2 separate regions of the Gossypium hirsutum genome follow, and region 1 is linked to region 2. Evidence: chromatin contacts called from public Hi-C data. All regions are on one chromosome and are shown on one strand. Each heading gives the region's core, a stretch centred on a gene start, on an enhancer-like site or on the middle of the called end of the contact. The rest is flanking DNA. Distances are from core to core; before and after follow the strand shown.

Evidence for each region. A called contact is a pair of places that touch in the nucleus more often than the background predicts.
Region 1: a Hi-C map of leaf shows a contact between it and region 2, with 4 times the contacts expected there. The contact joins the promoter of LOC107945928 here to the enhancer-like site in region 2. A contact is called at or near these places in 12 of 34 Hi-C or Micro-C datasets (anther, callus, hypocotyl and 1 more).

The regions. Positions count from the first base shown.
Region 1 is chrA06:91,846,247-91,853,112 of Gossypium_hirsutum_v2.1, reverse strand. LOC107945928 (external alternative NAD(P)H-ubiquinone oxidoreductase B2, mitochondrial) reads right to left here and starts at 1,557. Exons shown (of 11, transcript XM_041115686.1): 1 at 1,252-1,557; 2 at 972-1,116; 3 at 17-338. The coding sequence starts at 1,060.
Region 2 is chrA06:91,735,459-91,742,217 of Gossypium_hirsutum_v2.1, reverse strand. No RefSeq gene overlaps it. Among protein-coding and RNA genes, the nearest start is that of LOC107945895, 15 kb to the right of the region's middle. Within about 2 kb of position 3,132, at least 1 of the 9 cell types and tissues checked has an H3K27ac peak or open chromatin away from gene starts, as enhancers often do. A contact at or near this core is called in leaf, where this site is marked.

The DNA of each region.
Region 1 (6,866 bases), core at 308-2,807, 110 kb before region 2:
GACAAATCCACATTACCTTTCTGATGATGTTGCGAATTGGCTCAACAATGCTGCGGGCTTCTACTTTGCCACATGTAACACTTGGTAGCAATGGGGTGAACACAAAGAAATTACGAGGAGAAACAACCTGCACCTCAAAATTAGTGTTATTCAGGCTCTTCAGGAAACTCATTCCTCCCCAACCAGTTCCAAGCAGCACCACCTTCTTTTTCTTGGGAACTTGTTCAGATGAAGCAATTCGACGGTCATCATTAGATGCCACCGCATCAGCATGAGCAATATGGCCCTTACTGCCATTGAATGCGTTTGCTTCAGCATAAGCTATAAGGCTCCCACCACTGCACCAAAAAAATGCAATAGACTTAGAGCTGAAGGAGAATGCTTAATGGAAAGTTTCAAACATACAGTTCGTTTTTAACTAATCTTGAGAAATTAATAAATTACGCACTCAAGCTCCTAAACTTTGCAGATACATTCAAACAGGACAAATTTTTAGATCTTTTCCCATTTCCTTTACAATTTTAAAGAAGCAAATAAAGCTTCAATTTTCCTAGCGTGCATAATTCACTGACACCGGCCTTTAGGCAGAGATGACAGTTCTCTTCCTCCCTATAATTCAAAACATATTTGCTCTGTTCTTCAGACTTCTGACAGAGCATTTCAATATTCCAAATTTCAGCTCAAAATCTCAAAAAAAAAAAACATCATTCATCAGATGGGCCTAAAAACAATCGCCTATCTAAATGCAGAGAGAATCTACAAACAAAAAACAGCATGAACCACAAATCAATATTAAGAAACTAAATCTATGATAATAAAAAAATAGAAACACAAAGAGGCACTCAGGTCATGCTTAACAACTTCATAGAACCAAAAAGCAAATAAAATATTTGTATATAAAGTTATAAACACAAGAAAAATGCTTAAAAAATGGGGGAAAAAAAGAAAGAAAGAAGGAATGAAAAAAGCACCTGATAGTAGAGACGACGATGACCTTAGAAAGAGAAGGATAATCATTAAAAGCCCTGGATAGTCTCCCGAAGAAGTTGAAGTTCCTCATCTTGGTGCTCTGTAGATCTGTTCTTTTACTTGTTTAGCCTATATGAACCAAGAAAACTGGAGGAAAATCACAGAGAAAGCGGTTACGTATTAAAAATACAAAAAGGCAGAAGAAGAAAAAAAAAGAAAAAGAGTAGATGAGAAACGCGAGGTTCGTGGCGTTGTCACACGATGGTTCCAGGTCTTTACTACCTCGCTTTCTTTTTCAATGACTTGGAGAGCAAGGCAGAGGCGGCAATGTGCTACTATATTTATGGAATCATTATTATATAATTTTTGGTCAAAATATTTTAATGAATTAAATATTAAATAGTATCTGGATCCTTAATTGCGCCGCCGTCACTACATTATGACCGCTACGTCTCTGTGAAAAACCTGTGTCCGTTGGATCCATCAATCCTCGGAATTTATTTTTTCTTATTCTCTTTCTTTAATTTAAGAGATTTTTCAATGATTCATGTTTTTTTCTTGGATAGACCGTTGAACCTAATTAGGGTTTTGAACCCCACCCCCCCCCCAAAAAAAAATTACAAATCATATGTAATATATTGATTTCCTTTTAACAATCAATTCTTTTTATAAAACAATAAAGGGTATTTTTGTCATTTAAAATAATGTAAAATTTTAAAAAATATGAATTTGAATTTAAAATACAGTAATTTTCTTTGTCTTTATTATTTCATTAAAAGCTTCATTTTATTTTAGAATTAATTATTTATATATAAAATTTTATTCACTCAAATCATAATCTTGTTATTCTAAAAGTTTTATTTTATTAAAAATTCAAAATTTAAAATTTAAAATTTAAAATTTAAAATTCTAATTAATTAAATTTTTTATATTGGCTGTCTAAAAAAACTCTTATATTGACATTTTAAAAATTCATGATAATGACATATACTAAAAAAACAAATTAATTAGAATTTTAAATTTTTAATAAAAATTAAAATTTAATCTTTGAACCATAAATAAAACGTGTTAAATATCAAGAAATAAAAAATATTTTAATAATCACTGAAATCAAAATAAAATAAAATCATGAAGCCTTCCTAAAATTAAAGGCGGGAAAAAAAAAGAAAGAAAGAAAGGCAGGCGTAATATTGGAAGAGAAAAGTACATATACAGAATGAGCATATAAAGGACAGGCTGTTAATTGCAGAATGTTAGGTGGTCAAATAGAAGGTGGTAATAAAGTCGGCAATTAGCATGCTTTACGTCATTGTTTTGTACACACACCACAAACATTGCTGACAACCTCCATGTTTTCCTTTGCCGCAAAGCATATTTTTCATGTTCTCTTTTGGTAATCAATAAGCGGTCCATAATTTATGGAATCCAATTTATTTTTTTTAAAAGTAAATAATATAAATAATGTATGGTGGCCACTCTTAAAATATCAACATTAACATACTAAAATCAATATAAGTATCAAATGTTTTAAATATGGATTTTAACCTGTCAATGGATTCATATTCATGTTCAAATTCTAATTTATATTATTTTTAATTCATTTTTATATTGTGAGCCAATTAAATTATAAAAATTAAAACAACTTATTTTAGTTATATATGTTGGGAAGAAACCGAACAACCGAAACAAAGCGAAAGCACAACCGGTGTTCTTTCTCTCCTTATAACTCCTGTAAAAATTATGGCAAGCACAATAGCACAAGATATGTTCTCTAGCAACCTTAATCAACCACAAATCAACTAATGCAACCACAACAAAAAAAATAGAGACACCGATATTTTTACGTGGAAAACCCCTCTAAATTAAGGGTAAAAACCACGGGACTTTAGAGTCCGATAAAGAGCTCAACTATCATCAAATGTTCAACTACAAGATCACAATATCAAGCCTACAACAAGCATTCAACACCGACAAGGCTAACAACATGTAATCTTTAGCAAAAGAGAGAAAAATGAGAGAACATCACCAAAAACGTAGCTGCTGAAAAATGGGTATTTCCGACGCTACAAGACTCGGATGAAAAATCCGACCGTACAAAGTCAAGAACACCTTATCACCTAGCTGCTGTCCAAAAATCAGCTCAATCGAACCACGGATGGACCTTCGATCGAAGAGTTGATCACTGCTGCACCAAGCTTGAAAATCTGATTTTTTTCTATTCTCTCTCTCTATTTTTTCTTTAGCTCTCTGCAGAAAAATTTCTGTCCACTCCCGTTAATAAGCCAAAAAATTGGCTTTTGACAAAACCAAAAGAAAAAGGAAGGCAAAACATTTGTGCCAGAAAATATGGGTTTCCCACATAGTGGGACCCATACCCAACAAATCTCCCCCTCCAACTATGTGGGGAATGCCTCCATGCCGGAGGTCAAACAACATGCTTCAAACTTTCCTCTTGGTAAGGCCTTCGTCAACATATCAGCACCATTATCATTAGTGTGTATCTTCTCAAGCTCTAACAGCTTAGCTTCAAGAACATCTCGTATCCAATGGTACCTCACATCAATATGCTTAGATCTAGCATGAAAAGTTGAGTTCTTACCAAGATGAATAGCACTCTGGCTATCACAGTACAGGACATACTTCTCCTGAGTAAAACCAAGCTCATGCACAAACTTCTTCATCCAAAGCATCTCCTTACACGCTTCGGTTGCTGCAATGAACTCTGATTCGGTGGTGGACAATGCAACACACTTTTGCAGTCTCGATTGCCATGCCACAGCTCCCCCTGCATAAGTGATTAAGTAACCTGAAGTAGATCTCCTCGAGTCAATGTCTCCGGCCATGTCTGAATCTGTATACCCAACAAGAACAGGTTTCTCATTGCCGAAACAAAGTTTCATGTTGGAAGTGCCACGAAGATATCTCATAATCCACTTCACTGCATTCCAATGCTCTCTGCCTGGATTAGAAAGAAACCGACTAACTGTACCAACGGCATAAGCCAAGTCTGGTCTCGTGCAAACCATTGCGTACATCAAACTACCCACGGCTGAAGAGTAAGGAATTTTCTGCATCTCTTCCTTCTCCTTTTCTGTGGAAGGACTATGCTTAACACTCAATCTAAAGTGCATAGCAAAGGGAGTATTCACCGCTTTAGCTTTGTCCATACTAAACCTTTGAAGTACTTTCTCAATGTACCTCTCTTGTGATAACCATAATTTCTTGGCCTTTCTATCACGTGTCAGTCTTATGCCAAGAATTTGCTTTGCTGGCCCCAAATCCTTCATTGCAAAGGATTTACTCAACTCTTGTTTCAACTTCTCAATTCTAGAAGCATTCTGACCAACAATAAGCATATCATCAACATAGAGCAAAAGAATAATAAAATCATCACCAGAGAATCTTTTAACAAACACACAATGATCAGAAGTAGTCTTCTTGTAGCCTTGCTCCCCCATAACAGACTCAAACTTCTTGTACCATTGCCTTGGAGCTTGCTTCAAACCATACAAGCTCTTCTTCAATCTGCACACATAGTCCTCTTTCCCTTGTGCAACAAAACCCTCTGGCTGCTCCATGTAAAGCTCTTCTTCCAAGTCACCATGAAGAAAAGCAGTTTTCACATCCATTTGTTCAACCTCTAGGTCATAACAAGCTGCCAAACTCAGTATAGTTCTGATAGAGGACATCTTCACAACCGGAGAAAATATTTCTTCAAAATCAACCCCCTTTTTCTGAGTATAACCCTTGACGACCAATCTAGCTTTGTATCGTGGAAATGAAGACTTCTCTTCTTGCTTCAACCTGTAAACCCACCGATTCTTCAAAGCTCTTTTGCCCTTAGGCAGTTTCACCAATTCAAAAGTATGGTTCTCATGCAAGGATTGAAGTTCGTCTTTCATCGCTTCAACCCACTGATCTTTGCATTCACTCTCCATAGCCTCTTCATAACATTCAAGTTCTCCCCCGTCAGTCAAAAGAACATATTCATCAGGAGAATACCTGACAGAAGATTGTCGATCTCTGGAAGACCTTCGAAGTGGAACTGCTGGTGGAGCTATAGGTGCTTGTTGTTGATCATTCACAACATCATCCATGGGAGTATCAAAGTCACCTATAGTCTGATGGTCACCACTAACATCACCATGCACAACATCCTGGATAGGATCTGGTGAAGAGTCTAGGGGAACCGGATTCACATCGATCAAGTCACCACTACCTTGTGAATCCACTTTCTCCGTCTTATCAATGTCATCAATGGTCTGATCCTCAATGAAGACAACATCTCTGCTTCTCACGAGTTTCTTCTGAACTGGATCATAGAGTCTATAACCAAACTCACCATCTAGACCATAACCAATAAAAATGCATTGTCGAGCCTTGGCATCCAACTTGGATCTTTCATCCTTTGGAACATGAACAAATGCTTTACAACCGAACACACGTAGGTGATCATATGACACGTCTTTACCAAACCAAACTCTATCTGGCACATCACCTTTCAAAGGAACACTAGGAGACAGATTTATCACATGTGTCACTGTATTCAAAGCTTCAGCCCAAAACGATCTTGGTAACTTTGCATCTGACAACAAACATCTGACTCTCTCAATCAATGTTCGATTCATTCTTTCAGCTAACCCATTTAACTGTGGAGTCTTTGGTGGTGTTCTCTGATGTCTGATTCCCTGTCGCAGACAATACTCATGAAACGACCCTGTGTACTCGCCACCATTATCAGTACGAATGCACTTCAACTTCTTCCCAGTTTCCCTTTCAACTGATGCTTGAAACTGTTTAAACACCTCAAAGACTTGATTTTTAGACTTCAAAGTGTAAACCCATAGCTTTCTTGAACAATCATCAATGAAAGTCACAAAGTAAAGTGCACCACCATGTGATCTTACTTTTATCGGACCACAAACATCTGAATGGACCAACTCTAGCAACTCTGATTTCCTATGAGGAGGATGGCTTCTAAATGAAACTCTTTTCTGCTTTCCTGCTAGACAATGAGTACAATTCTTCAGTGTAGCATTCTTTAAACCTGAAAGTTGATTCTTCTTCGCTAAACAGTTAAGCCCCTTCTCACTCATGTGACTGAGTCGTTTATGCCACAACTCAGTTGAGTTGTCATTCAGTGTCACATTCACCGTCTCTTGAGAAGTCAAAGCTTGCATCAAGTACAAATTTGAGCTCTTCTTTCCTCGAGCCACAACCAAGGAGCCTTTAGTCAGCTTCCACTGCCCTTCACTGAAGGTGTTACAAAATCCCTCATCATCAAGCTTTCCTGCAGAAATCAAATTCAAACGGACATCCGGTGCATGTCTGACATCCTTGAGAGTTAACTTTGTTCCATTGTTACTTACCAAGCTAACATCTCCCATACCAATAACCGAAACCAAACCATCATTACCCATCTTCAATACCCCAAAATCACCAGGAGTATAAGATGTGAAGAATTCCTTCCTCGACGTGACATGAAGTGATGCACCAGTATCAATCACCCAACTAGTCTCGTCGCATGCTAGGTTGACCAAATTCTGATCACAAATAACTAACAAATCTTCACGAGTAACAGTAGCAACACGCTCGGATTTTTCATCGTCATTCCGGTCGTGTTTATCACCACCACCTTTGTTTTCTTTCTTCCACTTGAAGCAATATTTCTTGATATGACCTTTCTTACCACAATGATGACACTCAAGATTCTTGTATCTTGATCTTGACTTGCTTCGGCTTTTATCTCTACCCTTTCCATCTTTGTCTCTGTTTCTCCCCCTGTTCTCGATAACCAACACCTCGGACTGTGATGTAGAACCCTGAGATCTTCTTCTAACCTCTTCATTCAACACACCACTCTTAGCCAAATCCAAAGTAATAATACCCTGTGGGGC
Region 2 (6,759 bases), core at 1,883-4,382:
AAAGCATACGCAGATCGACGATCGACATATAGGTCGTATGACGATACCGTAACTTGGGTTTTCGACCAAAAGGGTGTGATCATTTTCATCATCTGGTCCTTCGTCGTCGATATCATCTGGGACATCATCTAAATCGGGGTCACTAAAATCTTCACCTTCGTGATCAGAACAATCATTATTACCGACTCCATCTTCACCAAACGTATTGGTTTTAATAACGACTAGATGTATCTATAATCCACCACCGTATTGATATGAACATCTAATGTTGAGATCGATGTCAAAACCGTGCATAGACGACTTGGGAACCTCTGCACATAAGTCTTCAACTTCATATTGTTGACTTAACTGTGTTACATTTTCAATGGGCTTCGCATCTGCTAGCTCAACAAATAACTGAATCAATTCAGTGTTCAACCTCCCTAGCGAGAAATACAATACGACCATTGTCTTGACGTCGTTATCGTCTAGAAATCCCATATCGATAAATTTGATAGGATTTAAAGAAACTAGAAATTTGTAAAATAGTTTCAGCATCCTTCTTCTACAACGCTGGGAAATTTTTCTATTGACCTTCTCTTTCATATCACCGATGGACACATTCCTATCGGATCTCATTCTGATTTTTTGACGAGTTTCAAAAATACAACCAACGGTTTTTTCTAAAATAACACAATCAAAATGAATTGCTACAAAAAATTGATTCTTCATTTTTTTTTGAAATTGCAAAAATAGAACAAAAAAACTTAATAAAATAACAACAAAAGTAAATATACAAAATTATAATAAAATAACTAACTATTTAAAAAGAAAAAAATTTTGACTATTCTTTAAACCATAGCAAACAAAATAAATTGTAATATAAAAAATTAAAATGTCAAAACAATTAGTACTAACATTCTAAAATACCAGTGAAGAAATTTAATTGCAATTTTCGAACGAGGGAGGGGAGGAGCTTCAAATTTTTTTTTCACTTCAACTCAAGAACTGATGTGTGGGGGTTGGGGGACCAAACCAACCTCCTTTTATAATAAAAAATAATAATAAAATAATAAAATATTTTTTTTTTAAATTGAAAAGAAAAAAACACTGGTATTTTAATTTTTGGGTAATGAAACTCGGACCAATGACTGACGGGTCACTTCTGTGGCAACCCGGTGCTGCAGGCGAGTGTGACCCGTCCGACAACCTGGCAGCATCGGGTTGCCGCGAATGTTACTCGTCAGTTATGGTTTGAGTTTCAATACCCGATAAATTTTATTATATCAGTGTATTTTTTCAACTTAAAAAATATTTCATTAAAAATAATAGAGTGTTGCTTGACACATCAACGACAACAATAAAAAAATATTTTTTCTTTTTATGTGTATACTGTTATAAAGAATCTTATTTTGGATTTTATATACGAGTGTCGTTGGTTGGCCAGGCTGCACCCAAAAATTTTAATTTTTTTTAACAAGAAAGCGGTGCCGTCGATTGGTCAGGCGAAATCAATTATTTACTATTGTATTTGCCTATTTTTCGTGAATATTAATCCCCTTATCCTATTTTGATATTTAATTTATATTATTGATGTAAAAATCGCATTTATATGTATTAATTCAGAAAAAAAATAATTTTATAGATTTGAGAATAAATATAAAACATTTTAAAATTTTTATAGGTTTGAGAATAGTTTTAAAAAATATCAAGATTTTTTTAATAGGTCAGATATATATTTTAAAAATTAATTTGATAATAAATATAAAAATAATTTGTAAATTTATCATACAAACTAGTTTTAAAATTAGACTTTTAAATAACCAAGCCACCAAGTGTTGAGCAACAAAACTTGACATTTGTGGAGCACTCACGCTTTAATTTTCAAATGCAATATATATATATATATTTGAAATATGAATGTAATACTTTTTGAACTTTATTTTTTTATACATTTAATTAATTAAATTCTGAGAAAAAAATAATTTATTAAATATATTAAGAAATTCATATTTTTGTTATTTACAGGTTAATTATTAGTAATTTTTTTAGGATATAATATTACTTTTATTTTTTTAATAAAATTGTTACTTATAATTTGAAATTAGTTCAAATATATTCTGAAGGTCACTAAATTATTATTAAATTTATGTTTTAGTCACTCAACTTTAAAAAATTTTAAAATGATCACTATACTGTTTAAAAGTTTTTATTTAAGTTGTTAAGGCTTTTTCTTTAAAAAAAAAAGTTTGACTAGCAAGTTTCAAGTGATGATTTGACAATCGGTACGGTTGAGTAGTGCAAATCGATGAGTAAAAGAACATGTCTTAAGTCCAAGTCGATTTGTGTCAGAAATAAGAGGAAAGCTATTTAGACTTTGGTTTGCAGATTTACAATGTTCAAAGTTGTTTTGTGAAAAAAATGAATTGAAGTAAAAAAGGGAAATGAGAACTTTCGGCTGGTATAATCGATACGAATAGAGAATGTTATACAATAACAATTTTTAATTACACAGAAACTTTTAAATAATTTAGTAATAACTAAAACATAAATTTTAACAACTTTAAAATATTTTTTTATTTTTGAAAACGAGTTTGAGAGTAAAATAAAAATTCCGGCAGACCAAACTCATAAATCGAGTAACAATCTCATTCCCAAATCTTTAGTTAAATTCAATCTCATTGTTTAATTATTCAACAAATTAAGTGAAAAAGGGAATATGCATAGATACACTAAATCAAAGTTTATTAATTTAATTAAGATTTTTCCTCTTTAGAGATAAATTTGGAGAAAATGACTACTTTTAAACCCATGTAGGAGATATTTTAAGGTTCGCTTTGCGGTGAGAGCACTTTCTCTTCCTGTTTCAGTATCCCACAAAAAAGATTTGGATTTCATAGATACATGTTCATGGCTAATGCAGACAATGCAATGAGGAGACTTGATTTCGTTGCACAATCTGGGAATACATAGAAGAAGCAACAACAAATGGATGAACAATCACAGAATAAACAAGAAGATGATGTAGTTAATAGACATAATGCCAAGCCATGGGAAATTCAGAATCATTGTCACAAGCTAGAAAGATAATGGGTATGAGGAATTCGTTTCATACGGGCTATCCAGATCTTGGTATTGGTGAAATGGGCTTAGCCTATCGAAGCTCTAAGAGGGCTTTATGGTGATCCCGAGGTCCTTCAAGTGCCGTTCAAATTTTGGAGGGGTACGATGAAATAAGCCAGAAAAATTAGATTAGTAAAAATTTAAGTCCGTATAAAATATTAATCGGATTTAGGTTTGAATATTTAAGGTTTGAGTTTAGTCGAATTTAATTCATTTTTTAAATTTTATAATTTTTTATATTATATTATTTTTATAAGAAAGGGATCCATTTAAATCAGTTTAAAACTTATGCGGTTTTACACAATTCCGTAATTTATCCAACCATTGAAATTGTCAATATGTTTGTATTGGTCATGCATCTAAAATTTTATATCGGTATAAAAAGTTACAAAAGAGTGTAAAACCATTTAAGTTTTATATCGGTATAAGTGGATTCCTCACCAATTTTATAAATTATTAATTTATAACATATGAAAATTAAATATATAGTAATACATAAGCAACTGTAATGTATATCTTAGAAAATGTTAAGATGGCTATATAAAATTTTAATTAAAAAAATTATTAAAATTTACATTAAAAAAAATAATATAAGTAGACCTAAAATGAGTTTGGATTAACTATTTGTAAATACTAATGGATTTAAGTAAAATTTAAAATTTTAAACTCATATTCCAAATCGGATAAGATTTGGCAGAAATGAAAGAGGAGAATGATGATTTGAAGCGAAAAGGAAGACTACATAGCTAACAAAGTCATTAGTGGAGAATGAAGATAAATAGGGTACTGGAGGAGGATGGCATGGGTGTTGATAGGTTGAATGAAGTCTGACTTAAAATTATTGTTGATAATGTGAATGCTCAGAAAATCTAATTGTTTGAGGTGATTATATAGTTAATGATCACTGATTATATAGTTTGAAAATATACACACACTTCCTGCTAATGATTTGAGGTCCAAAATTTTGGACCTAATCTTTTTAATTTTATAAGGTCCTTTTATTTTTATTTTTACAAAACTATTTGGATGCCTTCCATTTGTCTCTCACTCTCTCTTCTTTGGCTTTTTTTTTTTAAAAAAAATTTAATTTTTGAAATAATATGAATTGTGCATAAGAACTTTAAATCGATACAATAATTGACAATTTGGGATTGGCACCACTATATTGATTTTGTAAAAAATAGATAGGAGACTTCAAAATTCTAAATCCATAGTTAACATATCGATTTGGGGTTTTTATGGACAATCAATAAATTGACAGTCGTTTAGTAAGAGTTAATCATTTAGTGGTTCTACAATTAATTTAAGATTAAAGAAGAAATGGTGGTTGAGGCATCCTCAATCATTATAAATAATTTACCAGTGAGCAATAAGACATCCATAGTCCGTTATCAATTTTGGAACTAAGATCGACGTCCTACCCAAGATTGGAACATTCATCAATTCAATTTATTTTATTTTATTTCAAAAAATCAATTTCTATTTATTATTTTACTGTGTTCTTATTTCTATTTAATTTCATTATACTTTAATCCCCTTCCTTAATTTTATGCAAAATTGCAAGTTTGTTGGGCGTAGAACTGGTCACAAAGTGCACTAGTTGTGAGAAATTCAAACACTATCAAAACATTTATTGTGAGATTGTTATATTTTATTTTTAGGTGTAAGATTTGTTTTTGGTGGATTCAATACCCATCATTAATAATAAAATTAATATCTACAACTAAACCTATGCATTGTTGAGTAAGAAAACTAGTATAATATAAAAGAAGGAATGTGAACAAATATGGAAACAATAAATTTTGGGTTAGTTTTTAAAATTTCAAAATAATTCTTTTTTTAGTTATATTTAAAATGGTTCCACTCTTAGATTTAAGTTTTAATAATAAAATATAATATAATAAAGTAAATATTATTTTAATTTACATTTGGTTTTTTAAGCAAGTAAATATGTTATTTTACCTCTAATATTGTAATCTCTAGTAGAAAAATAATTTGTTGTACAATCTCATTATAGGTTTTGTTCGTAAATATTATTTTTGAGATAATGCTTAAAATTACTCATAATCCCTCCCTAACCCATAAATAGGAGGATAATGCATTTCAGCGTATTTAAACCCATGTCCTTCTAGATTGAAAACAATACTCATGCTAATAAAGTTAAGACTCAACCAACTTATTGTACAATTATTTTATTTTAACTAATTTACAAAATAAAAAATAAAAAAAATACTATACAACTTCACTAAAATTGATAGAATATCATTATATTAATAATCTGAGTTTGATATTGAATTTTTATAAATATTTAAATATTTCTTTTCTTCAAGCAAACAGATTGTTTTTAACATTATCAATTTAAATGTAAATATATAAGGATGAAAAAGAATTTATTCAAAGTAATTATATTGAAGCAATTTACAGTTATAGCCATTTTTAATAAATACAACTAACTCACACATCATATATTAGAGTTAGAATAGAAAAAAGTTCATACTAATTAGAGGGAAAATCCATAACACCTAACTCTTTCCAACTTTAAAAAAGGTTTTTTTTTTTAAAATTTATAATATTTATTTTAGACTTCACAAAAAAAAACACAAGTTGTTAACGTGTTCATATAATATTAAAAGAATTAACTAAAAAATCACAAATGTTACTCTTTAATCATACTGGTGGAATTGAAATTTTTCATTCACATATTTTTAATAAATTCTTTTAAAAAATTGATAAGAAAATCAATGGATACATGGGTTGGTCTCTACTATGATGGATTAGAAGACTTCACTTGGTTGCCACTTGTTGATGGCTCATTGGCCAAGAAGAAATGGATGTCTTCGTCTTTAGTAAAAAGAATGGTTGATAAATAAATAATTTAGATTAATTGATAAAAGTATCTGTATGTATAACATAATGATTTTTTATAATAGTTTATTGCCTAATTAAGTTTCCTGTTTATTTCCAATGCGATGTGTTTAGTTTTTTTTTTTTATCTTATACTATAGTATCGTTACAATATTTAATTTTACCGTCACTATTATTTTTATACCAATCGCAGATAAACACACCAATCATCCAAAAAAGTCCTAATATATATATTAATAAATTTTTAAAAATAAAAAGACAAGCATAACATAAACTATTTGATAAACTGAAGAATTAAGTGTTCAAAATTAAATAATAATTTTTTAGTACTAAATTTTATTATAAGTAATAAATTTATATTAGAAAATTGATTGGTAAATTAATAAAAATGATGTATGGAATATTTTGTTTGATAAAAAGTAAATATTTATTTTTAAAAATGATTTAATACTTAATTATGATATTAATAATATAATATTTAAAAATTGTTGGATAGAAGTTAAATATCTCATTATTTTAATCTATTTCAGCTATTTACTTAATATGATTATTAAACAAAGTGGGTAAAATAATATGTTTTAGATGAAAAGGTGAAGATGATGATATGTGAAGGAGAAGCAAAATAAGAAGAAGGCATTCACGTCACGATAACGAATGCTGAAGTAGGCTTAAATGATGAAGTGAAAACTGATTAAATTTCATGGATTGCAAAGGGAAAAAGGTTAGGCTTCAAACATGAACTAGCTAATTGCCTGATAAATCCAAGCACAGTGCTTGGAGGATTTCCCACTG